Linked DNA regions of Sus scrofa: all the other regions are linked to region 2. A link is a contact called in public Hi-C and HiChIP or PLAC-seq data. All regions are on one chromosome and are shown on one strand. Each heading gives the region's core, a stretch centred on a gene start, on an enhancer-like site or on the middle of the called end of the contact. The rest is flanking DNA. Distances are from core to core; before and after follow the strand shown.

The links. A called contact is a pair of places that touch in the nucleus more often than the background predicts. HiChIP or PLAC-seq counts read pairs in DNA pulled down with a chosen protein or histone mark.
Region 1: a contact with region 2 is called in an H3K27ac HiChIP or PLAC-seq map of alveolar macrophages. The contact joins the promoter of SGPP1 here to the promoter of PPP2R5E in region 2. A contact is called at or near these places in 6 of 47 Hi-C or Micro-C datasets (brain, embryonic fibroblasts, heart right ventricle and 2 more) and 2 of 2 datasets of contacts at active chromatin or transcription factors (alveolar macrophages and skeletal muscle).
Region 3: a Hi-C map of embryonic fibroblasts shows a contact between it and region 2, with 2.8 times the contacts expected there. The contact joins the enhancer-like site here to the promoter of PPP2R5E in region 2. A contact is called at or near these places in 2 of 5 promoter capture datasets (fetal liver and liver), 14 of 47 Hi-C or Micro-C datasets (alveolar macrophages, brain, embryonic fibroblasts and 9 more) and 2 of 2 datasets of contacts at active chromatin or transcription factors (alveolar macrophages and skeletal muscle).

What each region holds. Positions count from the first base shown.
Region 1 is chr1:194,350,239-194,354,125 of Sscrofa11.1, reverse strand. SGPP1 (sphingosine-1-phosphate phosphatase 1) reads right to left here and starts at 2,155. Exons shown (of 2, transcript XM_013993487.2): 1 at 1,247-2,155. The coding sequence starts at 1,936. It overlaps SYNE2 (nesprin-2), which reads left to right and starts at 1,576. Exons shown (of 117, transcript XM_021074116.1): 1 at 1,576-1,937; 2 at 3,397-3,529.
Region 2 is chr1:194,503,167-194,507,144 of Sscrofa11.1, reverse strand. It overlaps PPP2R5E (protein phosphatase 2 regulatory subunit B'epsilon), which reads right to left and starts at 1,610. Exons shown (of 14, transcript NM_001244062.1): 1 at 1,567-1,610.
Region 3 is chr1:194,631,005-194,635,285 of Sscrofa11.1, reverse strand. The region is part of intron 5 of PPP2R5E (protein phosphatase 2 regulatory subunit B'epsilon); the gene reads right to left. Among named protein-coding and RNA genes, the nearest start is that of GPHB5, 100 kb to the left of the region's middle. Within about 2 kb of position 1,540, at least 6 of the 83 cell types and tissues checked have an H3K27ac peak or open chromatin away from gene starts, as enhancers often do.

The DNA.
Region 1 (3,887 bases), core at 906-3,405, 150 kb after region 2:
ACTGTTCATGGTACTCTTCCCTAATAATGCTGCCATTTTCTCTATACACATTCCCTATTTTCCATGCCAGGCAGAGACGTGTCCATGGGGCAAGAGTTTATCTACACTGAAATTAAGTGTGAGATAAGTAAATTTATCTGAATGGGGTTTTACACAGAACATGTACTTCTCAGTATAAGATGATTTTGTGTCATGGAAAAAAAAATCAAGGAGGTCTGATTCCTCAGATTCTTCATAGTCAACTTTATTCTTATATTAAGGAACTGGTCTGCAGGAGGAATGAACCTCACAATTTAAAAGACAGGTAGCAGAAAACTGTAAATCAACTATACTTCAATAAAAAGAGACATAAGATATCAATAAGAATAAATTTTGCTTCTATCTAAAAAATAATTAACTTTTAAATCTAAGTAACATTTACAGAGCATGAAAAAATTTTTAAAAAGGGGGGAAGCCAAAAGAAGCAGACAAAATATAAAGTTTACTGTTAAAAACTCATCCCTGATCTGGCTGTCATACTTAGCATTTTTCAAACCCACCAGTCTGACCAAGAACCCTAGTTTTAAGACTAACTTTAATTTTAATTTGTAACATTAATTCAACAATAATACTGTAGCTTAACTACAGATAGTACTGATCAGTGACCCAGAAACTAATAAAACTGTGTCTATCAGCAAATTAGCAACCACACCCCTTAAAAAGAGCCACTCAGGCGGTGCTCCATTAACTTCCACAAAGGGTGGCTTTCATTTAAAATGCAGTACTTCATTGCCTGGAGAAACCTCGTTTGTTTTATAAACACTGTCTGGAGTAAAGCCAATGACTTTACCTATGGCTGAAACAATCAGTTTGGAGAAAGGCATCATGGATAACTGGTGAATCCTAGTCTCCCAACGATTAGTTATAAGGACTTTACACTTAAATGATAATTACACTCTGTGCATCACAAGAGTGAAAACCGTTTAGAAACTCAACCAAAGCTTGGGGATAATGTATTACTCCACGAATAGCTCTTCCTTTAAGTTCCAAGAAAGGCATTACTATTAAAATTGAGTTTGCTAGCTAAGTCTCTAGGTTTTCCCCGACCGTTTTACTATCATTCTTAAGCCTACAAAGGGCCCGTTAGCGGGTACTGTGAAAACCTGTGGAAAAAGAGTTTTGGCCAAATTTAAATAACTGCGGAGAGCAACGAAGGCTTGGAGTCCTTAACTCCCCGAGCTGAGCCGTGAGGCCACAGGCACCTTACCTGCCAACGGCCATAGGTGAGCAGAACCATGGAGATGGGGATGGCGGTGCCGGACATGGCATGGGTGGAGGGCATGCTGTACTCCGAGTTGTAGAAGACCTCCAACTTGACCACGGGCGGCGAGGCGGGCCTCGGCCAGCGGATGATGTCCTTGGTGCACTGGCCCAGGTACATGGCCAGCACCCAGATGACCACGAGCCTCCGGCCCACCAGGGCGTCCAGGTTCCAGATCCAGAAGGGGAAGAAGAGCATGTAGAAGAGTTCGTTGCCCAGCTCGGTGCCCAAGCAGAACAGGTAGTAGAGCGGCCAGTTGCTCACGTGGGCCAGCTGGCCCTCCTCGCCCGTCAGCGAGTTGCGGCGCAGAGCCCCCGCGCGCCGCGGTGAGGCCGGGCCCAGCTTGGTGGCCCGACCGTTCCGCACACCGTTGGGGGCGCCGCCGACGCCTGGCTTGGCCTGGCACTGATTGCGCTCGCTCCCGGGCGGCTGAGGGCCTCCGGACGCCCCCAGCTGCCGCTCTCGGTGCCGGGGTTCGCCGGCGAGGGGCGCCTCCGCCTTCTCATCTTCCTCCGGGCCGCTGGTGGCGGCGGCGGCGGCCGGCGCTTCGACCCCGCACAGCAGCTGGAAACGGGCGACTTTCTGCGGGTCCTGCAAACTGCCGACCAGCCCGGCCAAGCGCTGCCTCCACGACATGGTAAAGGGACCGCCGGCCCACGAACCAGAGGACGGCGGCGGGAGCGGCGGGGGGGGGGGGGGCGGCCCCCGGCGCAGCCCCGATCAGCCCCCGCGGGCGGGACAGCTGCAGCGGCAGCGCGAGCAGCGCCTCCTTACCCCAGAGCGGCTCTGCGGGGTGACGGCTCCACAGGCCGCAGCGGCCGCCGCGCGCCCCCGTCCCGCGCGCCCCTCCCTCTCCGCGCGCGCCCCGCCGCCGCCCGCGGCCTCCACGCGCCGGCGCGCCCCGCCCCCACGGCCGCTCTGGCAGGGGGCCCGGCCCGCCCCGAGCGCATCCGGGCGGCGTCAGGGCGCGGAGGCTTGGCGGGCGGCGGCCTTGAGGTGCTCCTAGTTAATACCCACTAGGCAGCGCGGCGCTGGGCGGGCGGGACCTTGCGCTTCCCCTTCTTCAGCTTCAGCCTTTGGTCCCCGCAGGCGGGGGTGGGGGGTCGCCGGCTGCTCTCTGTATGGCGTTGGCCCTTAGAGGCCACGATCCTCGTGCCAGGTTTTGCGGTGCCAGTGGCCAGGCACCCGAACGTCCTGCTGGCACAGAATGAAATGGTGAATGAAAGCAAAGTAACCACCGCGCGCCCGGAATCTTTGCACTCAAGGAATTACAAGTAATTACAGAGCTGTCACTAACAGTTGATGTCCTGAAAGCCACGTGCCACTTGACTCGCGGGGACAAGGGTAGATGTAGATCCCAGGACAGTAGTGTGTAATTCATTGTCAAAAGTTCACAAACAGCCAAAGTAAAACCAATAAATCACTGAAGTTGTAATAAGTTAAAGGGTATTGTGTACACACCAAAAAGTTGCAAACTGGGAGCATTCAAACCAAAATCATGGAGTGTGGCTCAGGTGTACACTGTTATAAAGCAGCTACGTATAGTGAGAAGGCAGTAACTGTTTCTTCTTCACAGTGATTGGTTATAATAGCAGAGTTTTCAGGGTTAGTTACCGCATATCAACCTTGGGAAACAGTTCCAAATTTTGTTTATGATTTCCAAAGGCATAAGCAAAAAATGACTAAATTGGTTTTGTCTGCCCAAGGAATGTTCAAAGTTGGTCTCTGGTTTTGATTTTAATACATATTTTGGTAAAAGAGATCACAGCTATTCTTGAGCTACATATAGAATTCCCTTTTTAATAAATTCTAATAGCTAGCAGTCTTGCACAGAAGAAATGTAATTGGTGACTGAATGCAAGGGGTAGATTTTTAAGTGTAATAAGGCTGGTTTAGCAACAACTTTCATGTCTCACAAGTTACAAACTTGACTTCTAGAAAGAATCATTTTTATTCGAAGGGCTCTGAACTCTAATTCCAGAGGTTATTTCAGGTAAAGTGAATGTCTATAATTAAAACTGTTGAATTTCTTCCAAGAAACAGGCTGGAAAATTCCCCACCCTTATGTCATTAGAAATATTTTCTTTCTTCCCCAGGGAGTTAGTCCCCTCCTCCCGCTCCACTTGCTAGGCTGTGGCCATGGGAAGATGAAGAAATCATCATCCGGGCCCTCAAGTTGCTCACTGTATCAATGGGAAAAAGATCCACCTCAGGAGTACAGAGCACATGGTAAGTGCTAAAACAGTCATAAACAATACGCTCTGGAAAGGAGAAGAAACAAGTTGATGAGGGACAGCAAGAGAGGTGTTAAGAGGTAAGCTTGTTGATCTGGCTTGTAATTAAAGAGCAAGATATGAAAAGGTAGAGAAGCCCATCTTAAGAAGAGAGAAAATGAATAAAGACAGGGATGGAAATGTGCAAATATGTAGTTGGTAAGCAATAGCTCACAGAATACAGAGTAGGGTGGGTGAGTGACTGGACTACAATTAGAAAGGGAAACTAGGACCAGATTGTAAAGGCTAGGGATTCTATTTGTAAGCAGTAGGGTGTTTTGGAAGGCCTTTCAGCTAGAGGATGAGCAACACTG
Region 2 (3,978 bases), core at 361-2,860:
AGAACACATAAAAGGCATAATTAAAATAATTTCAAACATCTTTTTGAATGAAGGCATCTGAAGTTAACAAAGCTTAATAAACAAAACTCATGAAATCATGTACCTAAGTTGAAATAAAAACATAAATCCACAGTCTACTTAGACAACCAAGTTGAGTTCCCTTGAAGTTCATCATCAAATATTAATTTTCATTCCATCAAACTAATGGAACTGAACAGTTCTTCTGGATTTTTTTTAACCTTCTCAAATTATTAACATGAAGGCTATTTCCTAAAAGTAACAAGCATTAAGCTCAGCTTCATTCACCAATTTAAACAGATGCCATCATTTCCATGGCATTGAGGCTCCCAGCAAGATTAATGGCAGACTTTAATAGAAATAATGCATATGGGGGAAATGCTAAAATGCAATTACTCACCTGTCATTCCAATTCATAAGATAAAGTGTTTTTTAACCTCTAAATAAGGGGATTTCTTCCTGAATGTATGAGAGTAAGTTACCTGGATTAGCTGGATTCTGACAAAGTAAAAATAACAAAAACATACACAAAAAACAAACAAAACCATGTGATGTTGAGGTTTGGAATTCTGAAATCTTGTTTGGTTCTCTTTTTTAAAAAAAGTTTTTTTAGCAATCTACCTAATTTACCCTTAAATAAAATGTAACACATAAAACGGAATTGCAAACCATGAATGACTATAAAAGAAGTGAGATCACTTTAAAATTTTCATAATGACTGCATCATCAAGAAGCTCCACATCACATTTGTATGTTGTAAATTTAGGGGCTGCTTTTCCAATCTGTTATGTGATTATTTAAATTTCATTTAACCCTCACAACACAAGATTTCTGTAAATCCTGTTCCTCCATCACTCTTTTTGTCTCTTCTTTATTCATCTCCCATCTCTAAAGATGATTTACCAGTAGCAAAAAAAAAAAAAAAAAAATCTTTAAACCATTTGCCCCTTATGACCGAGGCCCCAGACTCAACCCTACAGCTCTGCAGAACTGAACGTGCAGTAGCAGCGGGTCCGCGCAAAGCCCGGGGAAACAGGTTTTGCTCTGGACCCCGAAGCTTTATCATCCTCTAATCACCGGACACGGGGCATTTCCAAGACTCAGGATAATCCAAAGGGGCCACTGGGGTAGAGGAGAAAGACAGCGAAAGGGCTGGTCGGTAGGGATGCTCACTCCCTTTGCTCCCACCTCCCCGTCATCCCAAACAAACCTTGGAGAAGATAAGCTGCTAAAGAATCCTTCTCACTTCAACAATCCCCTTTTTCCCCCCGCCACCGTCAACAGATGAAGGGGACAGGAATGCGCCTCCAATGACTGAAGGTGGAGAAAAGGGGGCAGGGGCAAGAGAGGCATCACCAGCAGCGTCTGCAGGTAAATCAGACAAGTGGGGCCGGCGCTCCCGCTCCCGCTCCCGCACCTCACACACCGCACCCTCGCCGGTCGGGCCAGGCCTTCCCGAGGCCGGTGCCTGCAGGTCCCCGGAGGACCAGGAGGAGGAAGGGAGGCTGAAAGCAGCAGAGAGCTGCGGTGCAGGAGAGACCAAGTTACCTTGAAGCTTCTGGAGAAGAATCCGAAGATGACCTGTGGTTTCCGAGGGGCAGGAGACGGGGAAGAGGCCGAAGCGGGGGCGGCCGGCGGGGCCGGAGCAGCGGGGGGCGGTCCGGACGGCGCGGGGAGCCCGGGCGACGGCTCCGGGGCAGCGTCCCTCCGGTTCCGCGGCGGCGGCGGCGCCTCTAGGCCTCACGGCCGGACCTGAACCTCTGCGCTCCGGCGGCGGCGGCGGCGGCGGCGGCGGCCTCACGACCCTCCCCCGCGGACCCGTCCCATCAAATCGGCACCGACCCCGTTTCGACTCCGCCGGCGGCTCCGCGTTCACATTCCCGGCGGGCGGCGCCTCTGCTCGTTGCCCCGGACCTGGCGGCGGCGACGACAAGCGGAGGGGGCAGGGAGGGAGGAAGACGGGATCCGCAGCGGCCGCAGGAGGAGGAGGAAGGAAAAGGAGGAGGAGCCGCTGGAGCTGCAGCCGCCGCTGCCAGAGCCGCCGTTCGCCGCCCGCGGAGGGTCCCAGTCAATGCCCCTTTCTCTCTCCTATTGTCAATATCACCGGGCGGCCGAGTCCATGGCACACGCGCAGCCGAACCTTCTGGCCCGCAGAGCCCGCCCCCGGCGCCCGGTCACTGGATGCTTCAAACGGGAAGCGAAGCCTCATTGGTCGACTCCCGCCTTCACTCACCTGTCAGCACGTTGGGCTGAGAGGCGAGCAGGGATTGGCGGCTGGGGGGCGGAGACACGGGAGTGGGAAGAGAAGAGGCCGAAGATTGGCCAAGGCGAGAGGGACCCGGATGCAGCCGAGACCCTGCGGCCGTGCCGCTGCCGCTTCCGCCAGGCGTTTAGGACTGAGTTAGCTGATCCTCCAGGCCCGGGATCAGCTTGTTGAGCCCGGACGTGTGCGGCGGGCAGATCCATTCGGTGGGCTTCCGCGTAACGCGGAGCCTCCAGGCGACGATCGTCAACCCGAGGATCCAGGGGCAAGAGTCGGCTGAGGATGGGGACGCCCCTGGCCCATGATTTCGCCCCTTTCAGCAATGAGGCTAGCCTTTGGGCTCGAGTACCGCGCAGGACGGGCACCGGCGCCGCGCAGAGGAAAAGAAAGCTCCGCCCGCCCATGCGCTGCCGCTTGTGCATTGGGCCCTCGGCACGGCCTGATGCCCCCACCGTCGCTCTGCAAGGAACCTCGTCGGGCCTGGCACCGAAATCCGACCTCCCAGCACTCTGGGGTTGTCGCTTCGAATTCCTTCTTGCCTGGTCTCCTTTCCCTAAACTTCTACTTTGAGTACCAGCTCCTTGGAACTCCTGCGAGCCTTGCTCGGGGCCAGCAACGTGCAGCTTATGCTGGTGGGAAAGCTGATGCTACGACCTGCAGGCGTTTATGGAGATCCGCCGCTTCGCCCACGGCTGCACAGAGTTTAGGGACTCCAGCTCCAAACTGCAGGAGCTCGGCCGCTTCTAGTTGGCAAGTTGGATCCGAAAGAGTTTACGGAGACTTCACTTAACTCTAGCTAGAACAGGTGATAAAATATTTAGAAATGCGTTTGCATCCTTGGTGAGCCCAAGGCTAAATGGTGCGTTTACAAAGACTATTCTTGGGCTGTAGCTGTATTTAACTGCATGCAATGTACATCTTTTGGGGGGGGGGAGGGGTAGGGAGGAAGAAAAAAATTCTTAATGCTAAAAGCAAGTGTCAGGGTTCCAAATGTTCAAAACTTGGTAAATGAAAAAAAAAAAATTAGCGCGTAATCCTACAACCCAGGGATAAGCACTGTTAGTATCTTCCCTCCAGCATTTTTTTCTTTTAATATTGTATTTGCCATTCTGTAGACTAGTCTTTCCCCTTCGCATTATATCATGTTCTCTGTACAGTTAGGAAATAGAACTATGTATAAATAAAACTACCATATAAATGAGTGACAACAACAAAAAATGTGTTGTATTTGTTTGTGCTGTTTAACCCTCAGGTGTTACAAATTTCTATGCATACTCCCAGAAATGGATCTTGAAGGGAAAAATTTTTTGGCACCGTGAAAAAATTTTCAAATTCTGTGTTGAACTAAAATGGGAAACAAAAAGATGGTGCTCTTTGACGGAAACAGGCTTCCACTACTGACTTCACAGATAATTGGCCACTGTATAGACAGAGCTGGTGTTTGCTCTGAAAACTTCACCTCCCTGAGGCCTGATAAAACTGGCTAGAACAGCAGTCTTCTTCCGAACTTAGGAAACTTACATTTCCATGTTTCAATTTCCCATACCAGTCTTTGTGAAAAGTTCAGTGTCCCAACCATGCAGAACCTATTGCTCAATTTCTGATTAAGGGTAAATGCAGAATTTAAACCAAGGAAGATTTTAAAGCCAACTCAATTTTCCCTTGGCAACAACTGAACTGTCAAAGAGTAGTACATG
Region 3 (4,281 bases), core at 291-2,790, 130 kb before region 2:
GGCATACTTAAGCATGATTTCAGGTAATTAAGACATGAAACTGACAGCAGAAGAATAACTTAGTGGGTAGCAATCAAATAAATTATCTACTTTTGTTTGGTGCTTTTCTTTGAACAAAAGACAGAGATATAAGGCAAATAAAGGCCCTCCGAATAATGGCAGGAGGCACAAACTGAAGGGTGGTTTTCAAAACTGGGCAGTGAGACAGACAAAATGTTTGACTATCCAATGTCATTCATCCTTCCATCCATTCAAAAAAATGAATATTTCAAGTGAATATACCTGCCTAAAAAGAGCCATCCACTGGGCAAAGTGTCAGGGAAACAATGATGTGTAACACAGATGCTGCTTTTACAGAGCCTTGTATGACAGGGATGCAGGGAAATGAACAGCATACCACAGAAATACAAATCTACAGACACATTTCTATTTGGGACAAATGGAATGGCAGCCATGAAGAACCAGGAGGTGAGGGAAGTGTTCACTGGCAGATTCAGTAACACATACCTTCGCCAGCAGCCTATCAAATAAAAGATGCTACTAAATACCTGCCATCCCTCTGCCCACTTAGTCATGCAGTCAGTCAATTAGCCAATCAATCAATCTTTGCACATGCCAGGGATCATCCTCATTGCTGAATGTACACACACACACACACACACACACACACACACTTGGAGCCCAGAGCAAAGCAATAAAAAGTAAACTACACATTTCCACAAGAAATGGTCTAAGAAAGAAAGATGTGAACCCTGTAGGCAAAAATGGCCATGTGGGCCCAGAATCTCTTACACTAGTACCTGCACAAAATGACATAAGATTTCTAACCTACCCACTGCATTCCTTGTCAATGGAAATAACTAACCTTTGGGTTCTGTTTTTATTTGGTTTCTATTTTTAAATGCTGTAAAAGGGCTTAATGAGTAATCTGCAACTAACATAAGAGAGGGATTGAGGGGGTGTACTGTTACCAAATCTTGAATCAACTATGCTTGAATCTACTCTTACTAATCTTAAGAGTTTCACGAAGACATGATAATTAAACAAATTATTTAACTAGTGTTTTCATTAGGCCCTCAAAGAAAAATGTATTACCAGGCACCTAACTTGAGTCAGTTTTAAAGGCATATACACTACGTTCCATGAGAAAGATGAATTGCGGTATATAAATTACTGCTACTTTATAGAACATATTCTTGATGATTTTATGATATATGAGACAAAAGAAAAGGTAGAATAAAACAATACATAGGCCTCAAATGAAGGGAGCAAGATAAGCTCTAATTTCCAAAACAAAGTAATATTTGTGTGCTTAGTCATGTATACACTCCAAACACCCCCCAGAAAAAAAGCAATGAAAATACAATCCAGTATCTGTAAATGTCTAGGTGGACTCCATCCAAAATAACAGGCAGCCTGTTGTCAAAGACAAGAAGCTGGAGCGTTTCCAAGGTGATTATAGAGCAAAGACAGACCTGTCAACATACTGCCTCCCAGTTTACAAAGCCAGCCTTCCTGAAGCTAACAGAGAGGATCTGTCTAGTGATTGAGCCAAAGAATCTCCTTTGAACCTCATAATAAATGTACAGTGAAATGAAAAGGGCAAAATGAACAAAGTAGTTAGGGTCTTCCAATTAGACATGGAGGAAAGAACCTCTCTCCTCTCAAAGACTCCCTAAAATGAGAGGAAAGGAATAAACATGGAAGAAAGCCATAGGGCAGAGAGAGTCAGAGAGCAGATTACACAAATTTGCACATCTCTCAAGGATGGAAAGTGGATGCCAAGAGGTCACTGTCTTAGGTTTCCTCTTTCTCCATTCTAAGTGTGTTTCCATTCTGCCAGCAGGAAGAGAAGCCAACAGAAGCAAGCCAATTCACACCAGACAATCCTTAAAAGGCTTAAGAATGGAAGGCACTAGATACATTTGATGGCAAGGGTGTGCAGAGCTAGAAATAGAACTGATTCAGAGTTTGGAGAAAGAGTAACAAGACCTCATGACCCTCTGTCCCCGATCCTCTGTCCCCATCCATGTCCTCTGTCCCATTCTCTGTCCCCAATCCTGTCCCCATCCTCTGTCTCCTTTGTCCTCATCCCCTGACCAAGTCCTCTGTCCTTGATCCTCTGTCCCCATCCATGTCCCATCCTCTGTTTTATCCATGTCCCCATCCTCTCTCCGGTCCATGTCCCCTTCTCTGTCTCACCCTCTGTCCCATGCCATGTACCAGAGATTTACAACCATAACCTGGAGGGAATAAAGGAGCAAGTCTAGTCTTGGAGGCATGGGATACAGCTAGTAACACACTTACTGAAAATAACAGGATATAATAAAACTCTGCATGCTGAAGAGAGAGACCTTTGGCAGCCCCTTCTCTAAGGTGTCTTCCGGGGGGAAATGACAGCCTCAAGAGGAAACATCTATAGATACACTGATATCTGAAGGTTTCTCAGTGAAATGGCAAGACTTCTGCCCAACGTGCCAAGTGTGTCCCACTTGTATGTGCACGTTCACATGCAGGCAGACACACACACACAGGTTCTAAGAGGCTTTTTAAAAACTAACATGTAACTATGTTACAATCTAACATAAAAGACAGAGACCAAAACAATCATACAGTACTCAGAGGAATATAATGCAAGGAACAGAAAAAAACTGCAAAAAAAGAACCTGTAACATCTTCAGAAATAAACGAATCTATTGGATCCTTGAGGCAAAATGTGGATGCAATACAGATGAATATTCGGAAAATAAAATAGAGCTTTTGGAAATTCAAGATTTAACAGAAATAAAAAAATTTCAGAAGGACAGGAGAGTTAAAATGAGCAAACCTAGAAGTTCCTGCTATGGTGCAGTGGGTTAAGAATCCAACTGAAGCAGCCTGGGTCCCTGCAGAGGTGCAAATTCAATCCCCGCCCCGTGGCAGTGGGTTAAAGGATCCAGCATTGCTGCAGCTGCTGCAGAGGTCACAGCTGAGGCTCGGATTCAATTCCTGGCCCAAGATCTTCCATATGCCATGGGTATAGTCATAAAATTTAAAAATAAAATAAAATGAGCAAATCTACCTTAAAACGTATAACCAAGTGATGAAGACAGTATACAATAGAAAGAAGATAAGAAAACTAGAGGATCAATCCAAAAGGTCCAATACCATGACTAACAGGCATTCTAAACAGGTAAAGAGATGGAAAAACAGAGAAATTTAAGAGAAGTAAATCATCTGAGAAATAATGTCATTTTCTAGGGAAAAAGGACCTAAATTTCAACACAGATGAAGGCCATTACGTCCTATGCACAGTACATGAACAAAAGACACACACCAAAGCACAACACTTTGAAGTTTTTGGACACTGGATCTTAAAAGCATACAGAGAAAATAGGTCACTATAAAGGATAAGGATAAGAAGTTCAGCTGGCACAGGCCTTTTCCACACCAACACGGAAAGCTAGAAGACAACAGAGCAATTCCTTTCAACTTCTGAGGGAGGATGGGTTCAACCAATAAATCCAAACCCAGCCAAAATGTCAATCAAGTATGTGGGCAGAACAAATCAAAGACATTTTCAAAGAAGGAGGTCTCAAAAAATTTACATCCAATTCACACTTTCTTAGGAAGAATCTAGAGGATGTATTCCACCAAAACAGAGGAAACAAAACAAGTAAAGACATAATCCAAAAGAGTGACAAAAGAAGTCCCAGGATGAGCCCTGTGGACACGGCCTAGAGAAAGTAACCAGGGCCAAGAAGAGCCGGATGCCAGGTACTCCAGGAAGAAGGTGTCCAAGGGAAGGAAAGGAACAGAGAGAAGAGCAGAGAAGAGCTGCATGGTGCACTCAGAGGACTAGTGGGTGAGCTAGGGACCACTACATAAGAAAGCAAGCAAGTGAAAGATAAGGCAACGACTCATTCTAGGAATTTAAAAAAAAAAGAAGTCCTACAAGAAATGTAATTATAGCATAATGTGTGCCTTGGCTCTGAACAACATGTACACAGTCACACTAAGCAAACACTGAAGTTAGACTTAATTAAATTTTGTGACACAACTGCACTGGAAAGATATAGAGGAGGGAGATCTAGAAAGGACATGTAATGGCTTATAGCAGAAATAGATGAAAAAAACATCAAGAAACAGCAGTAAGAATGCTCTTTAGAAGAATGGAGATGCTTACAAGGAAACAGCTATAAGACTCAAAGGTGGTTTCCTCTAGGGAATGAGACTCTGGGCAGGGGGTTGCTATCTTTCTTTATAAACCATGTGAACAAAAGACTTGAAACAAAAAACCCA